2 separate regions of the Callithrix jacchus genome follow, and region 1 is linked to region 2. The links are chromatin contacts, called in public Hi-C maps. All regions are on one chromosome and are shown on one strand. The core of a region is the stretch at or near the end of the contact, and the rest is flanking DNA. Distances in the headings are between cores, read along the strand shown.

Region 1 (6,884 bases), core at 321-2,820, 670 kb before region 2:
TCATATCCCTTCCTGTCAGCAAGTTCTTACTTATATCTAATCCAACTTTACCCGTAGCATATTTTGTTTTGTATTAAAACTACATCTGGTTTAGCAGTCTTCTCAGTGCAAACTTCCACAGACTAGAATCAAATGAAGAATCTCATACTTCTCTGTTTAAGGCCATTCATGTATCCCTACCAGTCATTTTTCCCATCTTTTTAATGACATTTTTGGCCTTTTTCTCAAGTACCTTAAAGCTGGTTTCAGTGTTCCTGAAGCCTCCTTACAATAGGAAGCTAGAAGTCGTGGTATCTAAATAAAGAACCAGTTCTTCCTCCAGAGGTTCCAGAGATCTGGCACCTGTGGCCCATGGTCTCATACCTGCAAGCCCCCTGTGCATGAGAGATATGGAACTTATTTTAGCATTCAGAGTGTAAACATTGATAATCTCCTCAGCGTGAGCATATTTACTGCCCAGCAAATGTTTATTGAGCGTTTACTTAGTGCAAATACCGTACTGAACACTACCATGCACATGCTGTTAAAAAGCCTGAATTATTTTTGCAACAAGCTAATATCATTTAATTCCTCCAAAAGTCCTGTGAAAGCGGTATTATGACCCTCATTTTAAAGATGAGGAAACTAAGGCTTACAAAGAATGTGGGTTATCTAATCAAAATCATAGAGTTAATAAATATCACAAGCCGAAGTTGAACCCAGGTTTTTCTGATTTATAGTTGTGTTGATTGTCTAAATTTCAGGATCAGATCTTTGCCCTGTAATTCAGCTGGATAAAAACCAACCCCAAAATCTTTGTCTCCAAGTACTGGAGATAATCAAGCAATTTGTAGAATCTAAACTTCATCTTCGTATCTACACACTTGTGTCTAACATAAGGGCACTGCTGTAATCTAGAGGTGGCCCATGTTACTGTCCCCGTGACAGTTGCAGTTTTTTATGTTAAAAAGTGATTTGTGCATTGTTACACACTTCAGCTTTATTTGCTATGCTGGAAACTTGACATCTCCAGAGCTGCAGCACCTCTCCACTGTCCCCGCTGCGTCTCCCGCAAGAGGCGTGATGTGAGGTCCTGCTGTCTCCCATCCCCACGACTGCTGCCTAGGAGGCTACATGTTTGCCCTCCCTGAAAACACAGGTAGCTGAGCCATATGCATTTGCAGGGTCCTTGGGTTCTCTTCCTTTAAGTTCTGTGCTTAAAAGAGCCGGGTAGTTTAGTGTTGGTGCTAAAGCTGGTACTGCCACTTCTCTAGTTGTCTGGAACACACTGCAGTTTGAGCATGAGGGATGCTGTAGTCACCAGATTTGTGTGCATCTCTTCCTTAAAATGTCCTCATTTTCTAACCTCCAGTATTATTATCTCCAAGCAGCAAGTTTATTTCTTCTGCTTCCAAATTTGTATACCCTCCTTGCACCTTTAAAAGACCTAAATGCATTACCTCCTTAGACACTACAGACTTCTGTCAAATTATAAACACACTCTATCCTGCAAAGGAAAAAACAAAAAAACGGAGTAAGTTCGACCTCATAACCTCTCCTTCTGAGCCAAAGTTGGAAGAGCTCTGATCTGAGCCAGGCTTATAAATCTCCCTTGATTGTTGATGATGTGGAAAGAAGTGGGGAGGGGAGCTGAAGAGAAGTTAGATGCCCAAAAAAGGCATTGTTAAGTCAAAGGGAAGTCTTGCATGCATGTGCACTTAACCTCATGTGTCAGCTTCTGTGCTGGGAACATCCAATTATGTAACAAGAAGCACTCCTTATTTGGAATGAGAGACCAAGGGAGGGGAAGGGGAGAGCAGATAGCAGTCTGAGCCAAGGAGCGAATCCGGCTTGTGCAAACTCTGCTCATGTCCGAAAACAGAAGAAACTTGAAAATATCTCTGCGTACATCAGAATCAGTTTTAGCAAATTGGGCAAGTACTCGGAACTAGACCGGGTTGGAGGGAAAGAGGAGACATACACTGTGCTCCATTGATAGTAGGAGGTTTGGGGCAGGAAGATCCAGCCAAGGTAAGGGGTAGGATTGGTATGGATCTCTGATGGAGAATGAAGGAATGAGAAGAAGCTGGACCAGCGCCCAGCCTGGACACTCAGAGCAATGCCACAACAAAAATAGGAACCAGGCCAGCAACAGAATACGTGAATGCCACGTCTGCAGCACTGCCCTCCCCATGCCCCCGATGATGGCATCAGACCTGTGTGAAAAGGGCAGCAGACACATTCCTGGCATCTGTGTCAGGATTTCTCAGTTAAAGCGGGGCGGGGGGGAGAGAGAGAATGTGTGTGTGTGTGTGTGTGTGTGTGTGTGTGTGTGTGTGTGTGTGTGTATGAGAGAGAGAGAGTGTGTGTGTGTGTGTGTGTGTGTGTGTGTGTGTACGTATGAGTGTTAGGGGTATGTAGGAATGGAATGGCTTGGCAGAAAGCAGGGGGGGAAAGTTTCTGGCAGAGAAGAGTATAAAGCATGTAAAGTTAGGAAGCATACAGAGAGGAAGAAGAAAAGAAAGGATGTACAGTTTAAGGAGTCCAACAAGCAGGGGACCCAGGAGAAAATTGACGGCAAGTTCCGGACCTTACACCAGACCTTGGAATCATTTTCTTAGAAAAGATGTCTCCCTGTAAACCATCTCCTAGGAAAGGTCAGGAGAGTAGTGGCAGAGTCTGGGGGCACTGGAGAATGCTGTGCTGCAAGGCATGATGTTCATCTCCCCTCAGGACAGTTGGAAAAGGTTGACCATGAACCCTCTTGCTTCCACTATTCTCTTAGAACATCCCAGAATCAAAAGTGCTGAGTGGAACTCTACTTCAAGGGCCTGCTTCTTGGTGGGCATGTCTAAATAGCAGGTAGATAAGAGGTCTTTGTGACATTGGTTATTTCTTAAGAGAATCTCCAGGTCTGCCACCAGAAGGACACAAATAATTGCAGTGGGAAAGGAACCGATATTTATTGTTAATGATACCAAGGAAGCAGCTATGTACTCTTTGTATTAATGATCAATTCTGTGAGACAGACACATATTTCTACGTTTTATAAGTGACAAAAATTATTTTCAGATAAAATAGCATTCCACAATCATGAAAGTACTAACAACCACACCTTAAGATTCCACTTGAGTCATCCTGGCCTCAGAGGTCATACATTTCCCACTGCCCTGCACTGCCTCCCCTCCGTGAAAGCTTTCCTGCAAAGCAATGGCCGCTAGAATTGGGTTCACCTGAAAATTCCCTTGCCTTATTCCCATCTAGCCTCTTGTTTTCCATCTGGCTGGTCTTAGGGACACATGCGTCTAATGGTAGCATATAAATTATTTTAAAGCACTTCTGAACCAAGGATTGTCTCTTAGGTATCTCTATTTACATCCTCTTCACAATCAGGAAAACGTTATCAAAGTTAAGACTCGAGAGTTTCTCAGGAAGCATAGATTACAGTTTTTTCCTTTGCTATGTAACTTTTTCTTCCAGTTCAGCTCTGGTGCCTGGCTGTGTCTTATACCCAATCTCTTCCTATGCACAGCCTCTCTAGAAATATGCTTTGCAAGACCCCCAGATGCAAAATTAACTCAAGTCTATGTCTTCAGAATTCTCCATGATTTTCTGGCTCTCTATTCATTGATGTGGGATGTTTTTAAGAGTTGCTGAAATTAATTTTTCTCATTGATGGCTTTACTCAGATTGTATTGTGGCTCCTTGGGAAGGAGTGCTGCTTGTCTCATGCCTCTTGCATTAGGCCATGCCAAAGGGAAGGTCTTGACTGCTGTAGACTAGGCCAGGATGGGCCCTAGCAGTTTCCCGTCATGTGAGTATTCTACCTGTCATATTTCTTGGGTGTCACTTATTTTACACTCATCTTAGGATGGGTGTAGACATCATGCTTTTCCTGTCACGTGGTGACAGTCTCTCCTGGAATATGTCTTTGATTGTAGCAGGTGAGTGGTAGCTGACAGCCATGTGCCTTTGCATTGTGTTTGCATTTCTGTGTGTGTGCTCTTGAAGTCTGATATACTCAAGTAGAGGTGCAGAACTGCTCGTTGTAAAAGTTAACAAAGAAACCAGAATATCCTGAGGTATTTAAATCTCAGCCTTTTTTTTTCAAGTTAGGTTGTTGGTGTCTCTTGCCCATCTGTGACTGCAAACAGGAACCTAAGCGCTTGACATTTTGATAACAGCTTTAAATTGTATGTCAGCCTCCTGAGGGCAGGGACTATGTCTTATTAACCATTATACTTTCAGCACCCAGCTCCATAATACATAGAAAGCACTTAATAAATTTGTGTCAAATAAATGAACGTAAAAGATCACACGTCATTCTACTGGAGTTAGTCCCTCTGCTTAACACTAGTAAGAATCTTAGGGGTTCCTTAGTACTGCAGGGGACCAGCTGCAAAATGAAAACTGAATCTTTCATTGTCTTCACACAAGGCGTACCCAGGTCTTCAATTAATTGGGGTATTCTGATTCCCAGAACCATGGTAGGCCCTAAGCAAAGAGGTTTTTAGGGGGCCCTTCACGGCATCTCCCATTCTAATGGCTCTCTCCAAAGGGTGCAATGCCCACTCCAACCTGGGCCTCCCAGCGTGAAGCCCTACAGAGCCTACCCTCTCTGGAAGCATCTCCTGGTGGTATGCTTTCTCCACCTCTTTCCTTCTACATGGAAAGCCAGAGCATGGGCTTTGAAGTCAGATCTGAATTCAAATCTTGCTTTAAGGCTATCTATGTGACTTAGAACAATCCACTTAACTTCCTTGCCCGTTACTCTCCAAATGGGAATCATAGCCTAGCTTATGAAGTTTTGGGGGGATAAGAGATAATTTACAGGTAAATGTTAGGGAGGCTTTATAGAGGAAAATATAACAAAGCTAGATCTTGTTAAGATAGTTGTCATTTAGACTAAATAACATTCTAGGCACTAAAACGTTTTAAAACAGGAGAAGGGGCATTATTTATACTTTCAAATAAAAAGTAATTTGGAATACTTTTAGCCAGCTGCTTTCTGGATGTGTATTGCTTTTGTTTCAAATAGGTGACAGAAAGCCTACCAAACTCTTGCTGCATGGCATGGGTACAGAAATTCTCCATATGGGCACCAGGTGGCACTGCAGGTTAAACAATACCATCACTGTCCTTTGAGGAAGACCTGTTGATTTTGCAGTTTTAGGTTCCCCTGCCCTAGTGTTGATACAGTAATATTGAAGCCATTTCCTGGCTTGCTCCAAGATTTAGAGACCACTTATCTATCTAATCCTTAGTGCCAGTGACTTTTAGATAAGCCCTGTGTCTTTCATCTTTCACCCTTCTTCCTTCTGCTCTAATGCATCTTCAACATATGCTTTCTTCTCGGCGCAGTGCGGATGACACGAAGTTGCCCCTTTGAATGGATCTCACCTGTTAAAAATTCAGCACTGGAGCTGATTCATTCAGAATAGAGTGAGCAGAACAGAGTCTGTGGTGATGAGACCAGCTGGACATCTGAATTGAAAGAATTTTGTCAATATTCTCTATAAATTAGTTGGACCTAAATTCAGGGTCTTTTGTGATCACCAAATCCTACACATTATATAGTCACTACGGTGGAGCTTGTCAGTGCTGAATAACCCTGATGTTAGGAATCTTGTCAACCTGTTATATAATCAAGAATGTTTCCTATTACTTTCAGCCGTGGATGGAGACTGTTTCGCTCTCTCCCATTAACTTGGTTTTGGAGAAGCAACCATATGTTAATGCTCACTTTTGATTTTTTTTTTTTTTTTTTTTTTGAGATGGAGTTTCGCTCTTGTTACTCAGGCTGGAGTGCAATGGCGCAATCTTGGCTAATCGCAACCTCCGCCCCCTGGGTTCAGGCAATTCTCCTGCCTCAGCCTCCAGAGTAGCTGGGATTACAGGCATACGCCACCATGCCCAGCTAATTTTTTGTAATTTTAGTAGAGACGGGGTTTCACCATGTTGACCAGGATGGTCTTGATCTGTTGACCTCGTGATCCACCCGCCTCGGCCTCCCAAAGTGCTGGGATTACAGGCTTGAGCCACCGCGCTCAGCCTTACTTTTGATCTTTACCTCTGTCCTGGCTGGCTTCTCCAAGTGCCCTTTGGAGAAGTAGAGCTATTTGTTACTGGAGCAGGGAGAGAGTTGGGTGACTTGGTGGGGAATCTACTTTAGCTGTACTATGATGCTGGCCTGGAAAGATCTTCCTGGGAGGAAGGCTGTGGTGCAAATGCTGCATCAAGGTAAGTTCCTTAACACCCACCTCCTGTCTCCCCCAGGGTTCCTTTGTGTTGTTTTTCGACTTTTATTTATTATTCCTCTGTGTTTTCTACCCACAGTCAGTGCTCCCAAAGTTCCTATTCTGTGGAGATTCTGGAGTTTCCACTGCGGTGTCCCTATATCCTTCATATCAGGATAGATGGACTTCTACTGGGAAATGTTTTACAATTCAGCCTATAGAGAGGAAATTGGAAATGCTTTTGGGTCGCTCTTCTACACCAAGGTGATGGTGCTAATGATCGGCATTTTTCCTTCTCTACACCCCTCTCAGTATGTTTTCTCTTTGTTCATCTTGGGCATCTGCTTCTCATATGTATTCTTTATTCTCTTCAAGGCTGGTGTTTTCCAGCTTCCTCTAGCCATTTTCACAGCATAATTTGAAGTCCTGCCATGTCTGCTGATTTAAATAAATCCCTGATAATTTTCTTCCAAATCATGGCTGAGTACACTCTAAATCTGTTATCTGTAATATTTGTAGAAATTTGGAGGTCAGCCCCTCCTGCAAGCACATAATTACTTATCACTTCTGCCTCCTCCAACTCTTCCCTTCCCATCCTCCTTTCCTGTGGTGGGGGTTCTATGTACAGAGCAGAGCATGGAGATCTCCCTGTGAGGTCAAGTCCCCATG
Region 2 (7,248 bases), core at 2,045-4,544:
TGGCATTTTGTGAAACTCTCAAGGGAAGGTGATGCAGGGGAAAAAATGTGAATTAAATTACATAGATGGGTGTTTTTATGTCTTCTACTCCTTTCCTAGAACTAGTACAGCTCTTAACTGTGCCAGTCCCCAGTTCACCAGCTTTGTATCCAGTCGTCATCTCATTCAAGTATGGCTTTACTTGGTGACACTGGCCATAGCTAAGTTACTTGGCATGTTTGACTTTTGACAATAACAAAAATGGTTTTGGATTTTGTTTTATTTCCAAAAAATGTATACAATGTCAGAACTTCACATTTTATATACTAGTATCTGGCTATTAGTATTTTACAGGAACCATAGTTCTTGGTGACTACACATATATATATATATATATATATATATATATATATATATATATTTTTGTGACTTTTTGTAAACTAAGTGCCGTTTCAACGTTACAATCATTTTTAGAGTTATTGTAATCAATGTGAATATCATGTTTTTTCAAATCTGTTCTGAGCCTATAGTGTTTGCTTTGTGAACATAAGTGTATTGTATATATTCTGTATAGTTATATTGTACTGAAATATTAGCTTGTTTGATATAAGGAAAATATGTATTGAGTACCTTTTTGCTAGCCTGATTGTTTAATCTTTTTAAAAAAGGTTTAAACTTTTTTTAAAAAAAAATCTTTAAACTGGCCTTTATTACATGGTCACAAATAAAGTTGCAGTTAGGAAAGGGATGGGCAAGGGAAAACTAGTTTTGAGTGTCTTTAGATAGAAACATGAGACTAAGGTTTGGTTTTGTTTTTGTTTTCTCATTAAAATATCTTACACTTTATGGAATAAAACTTCCTGCTGTTGTTATTTGTTGTTTGCTGGATGGTGGTGTTGGCCGAGGTCATGTGAGTGAGAAAAGGCATCAGAGTAATTCATTACTTAAATAATTATCTACTTAGAGTGTACAAAGTAGGATGACATTAGACAGCACATGTCAATTTTTGGTAAAGTAAGAAGCGTAAGTGCAAAGATCTCACAAACACCGTACTCTACCTTGGAAGGAGAGTGTAAAGGCAGCTAGTTAGAGGAACTCATCCAATCCTAGAGCTGTTGAATCAGGTTCTTGTATAAAGCTAGGTACTCATGGATGGGTTGCATCTTTCAAAGTTGCTCTGATTCTCAAGTCATATTTTATTCACTAGAGACCAATTGGTGCCATTTCAACGATATCTTACCACCAGGGAGTAAAAAATAGGTACCTAGTAGGGGGAAACATAGGTAATGAATCTATGAGATCCTGAGGAAGGAAAAGTTTAGATTCATTGATGTGGATTTTGACAATACTGGTTTTTAGAATGGCAGTAATGGGCAAAGAAAATTATTTTATTGACCCCAAGCTACCTGGATCATTTTAGAGTTAAGTTCAGAGAGGAAGAGGGTAACTTTTAAGAAGCATACTCTTTCATTCCAATGTGTTGAGCATTTTTAACAATTTACCAAATCATTCAAGGTCAGAAAATGTTGGGTTCTTCAGTAGCCTTGGCCACAGATGAAGCGTCTAAGTGCAGAATGTAGAACTGGAAACAGATATATCCTTGCCAACCATGGTGGCTCACACCTGTAATCCCAGCACTTTGGAAGACTGAAGGAGGAGGATCACTTGAGCCCAGGAGTTCAAGACCAGTCTGGACAACATAGGAAGACATCATCTGTACAAAAAAAACCCACACTGGGCTTAGTGGCTTGCACCTGTAGTCCCAGCTACTCAGGAGGCTGAGGCGGGAGAATTGCTTGGACCTGGAAGGTCAAGACTGCAGTGAGCTGAGATTGCACCACTGCACTCCAGCCTGGGTGACAGTGAGAACCTGTCAGTTTGCTTTGCATACTTACATATAAATTATGTACCAGAAAGATTCCTTTCAGAGAATGATAGATAGTAAAAGTAATGACCAAAGATGTGTATCAACTGATAGAGCAGAAATTAGTAGCTGGGCTTTTTCTTTTTTGAACAGGAATTTTGGTTCTAAGAACTTAACAGAAAGTTAACAAAGTCTGCAAACATACCAAAGGTTTAAAGGGGGAGAACTTGCTTGTAACAACATCAAATCCCACAATTTAATATATTTATTTTTGGGGGAGTAACCTTTTTTTTTTTTTGAGACGGAGTTTCACTCTTGTTACCCAGGCTGGAATGCAATGGCGTGATCTCAGCTCACCGCAACCTCCGCCTCCTGGGTTCAGGCAATTCTCCTGCCTCAGCCTCCTGAGTAGCTGGGATTACAGGCACACACCACCATGCCCAGCTAACTATCTGTATTTTTAGTAGAGACGGGGTTTCACCATGTTGACCAGGATGGTCTCAATCTCTTGACCTCGTGATTCACCCACCTCGGCCTTCCAAAGTGCTGGGATTACAGGCGTGGGCCACCGCACCTGGCCGGGAGTAAACTTCTATACAGATAGAAAAACTAAGACAAGGCATATTCAATCTAGAAAGTCAGTCCTCTTGAACAAATAGATTTATAACTAGGGTTTGAACACCCTAAACAAACGGAAATCTATTTTGTTTTCTTAAATTCCAATTCATTTAGTTGAATTTTTCTGAAAAATTAAAATGTTTATGTGTATTTTGTAGATAAGTGAGAGGAGCTGGCATTAGCATAGTTTTGCAAGGCTTTCTCACATCCCACACCCTATCTTCCACACCTGCCTAATTCTTTCCATGACTTAACATTTCTGGCTACCTTTGGCTGGAAGTCACTTAGTGAGTGTCTTGTTTACCAGGGACCTTGAAAGTTAGCCTCAGTACCACACACACCCCCCAGTAAAGGCCAGCTCGAATGACTTGCCTTTGATGATTGTTGCCATCTAGAGACCCTCTGTTGAAAAAGTTGCCTTAGGGCATAACAAGAAAATACTACACCAAATAAATGTTCTGTAGCCTATTTTAAATTGGGGCTTAGACAGAAATGCTCTCTTTGGCAAGTAAACAACAGTACATATAGCAGGACCTGTATACAAGGTAACTTTTGTCCAGGAACAGAATTCTTTGTTGAATGCAAATGACTCAAAAAATTAGTAAACAATCCTTTTTAGTTTGTTTTATGGTTCATAAAATGCTAGCACTTTCAGCTATTTGATCTTCAGAAACCCAGTAAGATAAACAGGAAAAGTAGTAACAGATGTGTGAGCCACATAGACGGTGCCCTTCTCGCCCATTACGGGGAGAAAACCACTGAGAAATCAGGCTGTGAACAGGGCTGGGGTCCTGGACTCTGCTGTCTCCCAGCACAGTTCCTGGAAGAACAGAAATTGGGGTTCTTTTGTGCACTGGCAGTTTGTGAAACCTTTCAGGGAAGGTAATGCTGGAGTGAAATATGAATTCTGCAGGTGGTTTGTATCTAAATTACCTTACAGAAGAGCCATTATAACTTTTACGGTGTGAAAAGAATTGCTCCTGACCACTTTCTAAAGATGTGCACTGGTCAGTTTTTTCTCACATGCTCTTACCTATTTAATACCTCCGCACGGCTATCCTTCCCATCCCTGTTGTTAACATTTTCCATTATTTTCTCCATCCCTGCTGCTTCTAGCTTAATTTGAGCCTGTGTGGTTTCTGGCCTAATAACAGCACCAGCCTCTGCTGCCATTCCCTCCCTTCAGCTGGGCTTCCTTCCAGTCCATTCTTGGCATTGCTACTGGAGTCATCTTTCTAATCAGGCCACTGCCCTGCGTAAAGCCTCCTGCCCTCCCCCCCCCCCCCCCCCCCGCTCCCCTGGACCCACCCCTCAATCCTCACTCTCCCCTTCTGCCTACCCAGGGTTTGAGGTTGACTCACTCCCGTATTTTGTTTGGCTTTACCAAACCACTTAGCCACACAGCCTTGCAAAATCTACCTCAGGGTAGTTGTGAGAATTGAGTCAGTTACATGTAAAATGCTTAGAACCATGCCTCATGTATTGTGACCACTACAGAAGCCTTGTCTGTTACTACAAGACACTGGCATCGCACTCACCTGACTAAATTCTTGAGGTCAGGGAGTATGCCTTTTATTTGTGCGTCCTCTGTAGTACCTGGTACAGAGAACTCAAAAACCTGTCGAATGAATGATTAAATGTTGCCAAGAAATGGTCATAAGCTCAATTTATTACAGTGCTTAGCGGTTCTTGTCCGGGAACTTTAGGACAGAATACCTAGAATTATTTTCATCCTGCCACCTGATGAGTAGCCTCAACTCTCACTTCAGCAAATGTCTCAGCATCTTACTTTTTTTTTTTAAGACCGAGTTTTGCTCTTCTTGCCAAGGCTGGAATGCAATGGTGCAATCCATCTTGGTTCATCACAACCTCCATCTCCCGTGTTCAAGCGATTCTCCTGCCTCAGCCTCCCAAGTAGTTGGGATTACAGGCGTGTGCCACCACGTCCAGCTAGTTTTGCATTTTTAGTAAAGACAGGGTTTCTCCATGTTGGTCAGGCTGGTCTCAAACTCGACAGGTGATCCACCCGCCTTGGCCTCCCAAAGTGCTGGGATTACAGACTTGAGCCACCGTATCCAGCCCTCACTTTTAAGTGAAATAGAAGGCTGTATGAGTTACGAATTAATACTAACTTTAATCCTCAGAACAACTGCTATCAGCCTGGCTAGAATTTCCCCAACCTGTTCTTTAGAACACTGGCATCTGCCATTTTTCTCCCCTTCACCTGGTTTCCTCATCCATCAAGTTCAACATTAAGTATCTTTTTTGCGGGGGGAGGGGACGGAGTCTTGCTCTGTCACCCATACTGGAGTGCAGTGGCACAGTGTCAGCTCACTGCAGCTTTCATCTCCTGGGTTCAAGTGATTCTCCTGCCTCAGCCTCCCAAGTAGCTGGGATTACAAGTGCTCGCCTCCATGCCCGGCTAATTTTGTGTATTTTTGGTAGAGATGGGGTTTCGCCATGTTGGCCAGGCCAGTCCCAAACTCCTGACCTCAAGTGATCTGGCTGCCTCGGCCTCCCAAAGTCCTGGGATTACAGGCATGAACCGCCACGCCTGGCCTTAAGTATCTTTTCTTAAGGAAGCTTTCCCAGAGCCTTCCCCACTACGTTGGGACTTCATATTATGTTCACATAATATCCTGCGCTTCTATTACTATGGTAACTATTTAAAAACAGTTGGACTAAACCCCATTACATTAAGTTCCACTAGGACAGTGATCATATCTGTTTTTTGTACCAAGGGTTTCCCCAGGCCCAAGGTTGTTTGAATGAAGTCTCTGCCCTTAAGGAGCTTATGGAAGTAAGCAGAAATAAGAATTGCAGAAGTACAACTGATAGAAATAACTAATTGCCATGAGAGAAACACCAAAAAGTATACTTTGGAAATTTGAAAAAGAGAGAGACCTGGCTGGAGGAGTGAGGGAAGGCAGCGTGGCAGAGGTGACACTTGAGCTGGGTCTTCTTGAGAAGAGATGTAGGATTTGTACAGACAAGTGAGGGACAAGGAGATGACTCCAGGAAGCAATATGCAGCCTCACAGGTTGAGGGAACAGAAGAAGTGTAACTTGCTGAGCCTTGTAGGATCCCTGGGGGAAAGAGTGGAAGAAAACCTTATAAACTAGGCCAGCACCAGGTCAGAAAAGACCTGAAGAACTGCAGCAGCTGTATTTGGTGGGAATCATCTCACATTTTCAAGCACAGGAACAACATTAGCAGAGCCCTCTCTAGAAAGATTAAAAGCAGATTAAAGGGATGTATATGGACTTAACTAAGACCCCTGAGTTTCAGTAGAACTTTGGGTAAGAACCCAGAAGGGGATGGGAGTGGGGCTGGAGAGGAAGGGGTGCTTGTTCGTGACATCCAGGCTGAAGGAGACAGAAGTTGGGGAGAGGTGGCCTGATCTTCAGTCCAGGTCTCATCTCTGCGCAGTAGAGAACAGCGGCTGTATTCTACGATGTAGCAACACCAAGTACATGGCCTCCGTAAATGCTTAGGCAACCTCCCTTTCTTGTTCGTTTTTCGAGAGGAAACTTTCCCAAAGAGAAAATGAAACAAGAATTAGACCAAGTTCAAGAGTTGGGCTTCAGAATTAGGCTAAAGGAGAGATTCCCGCCCCCCGTTGTAGTCATGCAAATTAAGTCATTAGCTGGTTATTTAGTTATTAAGTTACTAACTCTCCAACAGAATGTAACTTCCACTAAACCAGGTTGGTGGGCTTGAGCGCTCCAAAGACATGTACAAATTCTGCTGCCTGCAATTCCTCCTCATTTCCATTTGTAAGCATTGAATGACTCACAGGAGACATTGCAGATAACAGCAGTGAACAGAACAACAGAAATCCTGCCCTCCTGGAGTTTATAGTCTTGGTGAAGGTTGGGTATGATCAACAACAAAGATAAGCAGTGTGTTTAGGTGGTAGTAAGGGCTAAGGAGAAAAAGTGGGGAAAAAGCCTTGGTGGCCTGGTGAGGAAGTGACAGTTGAGTAAAGGCCCAGTGAGGAAAGAGGCTGCAGGCAGAGGAACGGCTGGTGTGAGGGAAGAAGCCAAAATAGAACAGGCAGTGCCAGAGAGATTAAAACGTGATGCACCAGAGGAGCTGGGAGTGGAGGAGGCTTGTTTCCAGGCCTAATAGATGGCTTTTCTGAGGCCAGGTGCGGTGGCTTACACCTTGCAATCCCAGCACTTTGAGGGGCCAAGGCGGGTGGATCACCTGAGGTCAGGAGTTTAAGACCAGCCTGGCCAAGATAAATACAAAAATATATTAGCTGGGCGTGGTGGTGAGTGCCTGCAATCCCAGCTACTCGGGAGGCTGAGGCAGGAGAATCACGTGAACCTGGGACGCAGATGGCCTTTCCCGGACAGTCAAAGGAAGCCTATTTCCCCAACACAAGCCAAAAAGCCTGTGGCTCTGAGCTACAGCCAGGTAGGTGCTCACAGCACTTGTCAACTTTAATTTTTTAAAAAGCAGAGTTCATTCTCCATATCCAAATTTTTGTCATCTATGGGAATTTAAAATGCCATTTGCAAGTCCTCTACATGTCAGATCCCCAACCACAGAGGGACTGACTGACAACACAAATGGCTTTCATAAGAGCACTTGACTGCCCTGCAGAAGGCCAGGGTAAGGGAAGAGATTTAAACAGGGGCAATGTGCATTTGCACTGATTCGTCCACTGGTGCCCAATATGTGCCAGTATGTTTGTGTTTGATTTCGCTCCAGAGCTAGGGTTCCATAGAACCCTGCCCCCACACTTACCTATGAAATTCCAATCCACTACATAGATACAG

What was found. Hi-C and Micro-C count contacts between places; a contact is called where the count stands out from the background.
Region 1: a Hi-C map of skeletal muscle shows a contact between it and region 2, with 4 times the contacts expected there. The contact joins two enhancer-like sites. A contact is called at or near these places in 2 of 3 Hi-C or Micro-C datasets (both in skeletal muscle).

Annotation. Positions count from the first base shown.
Region 1 is chr10:30,699,262-30,706,145 of calJac240_pri, reverse strand. The region is part of intron 8 of SNX19 (sorting nexin 19); the gene reads left to right. Among named protein-coding and RNA genes, the nearest start is that of SNX19, 19 kb to the left of the region's middle. Within about 2 kb of position 1,570, at least 6 of the 16 cell types and tissues checked have an H3K27ac peak or open chromatin away from gene starts, as enhancers often do. A contact at or near this core is called in skeletal muscle, where this site is marked.
Region 2 is chr10:30,029,262-30,036,509 of calJac240_pri, reverse strand. No RefSeq gene overlaps it. Among named protein-coding and RNA genes, the nearest start is that of ST14, 62 kb to the right of the region's middle. Within about 2 kb of position 3,294, at least 2 of the 16 cell types and tissues checked have an H3K27ac peak or open chromatin away from gene starts, as enhancers often do. A contact at or near this core is called in skeletal muscle, where this site is marked.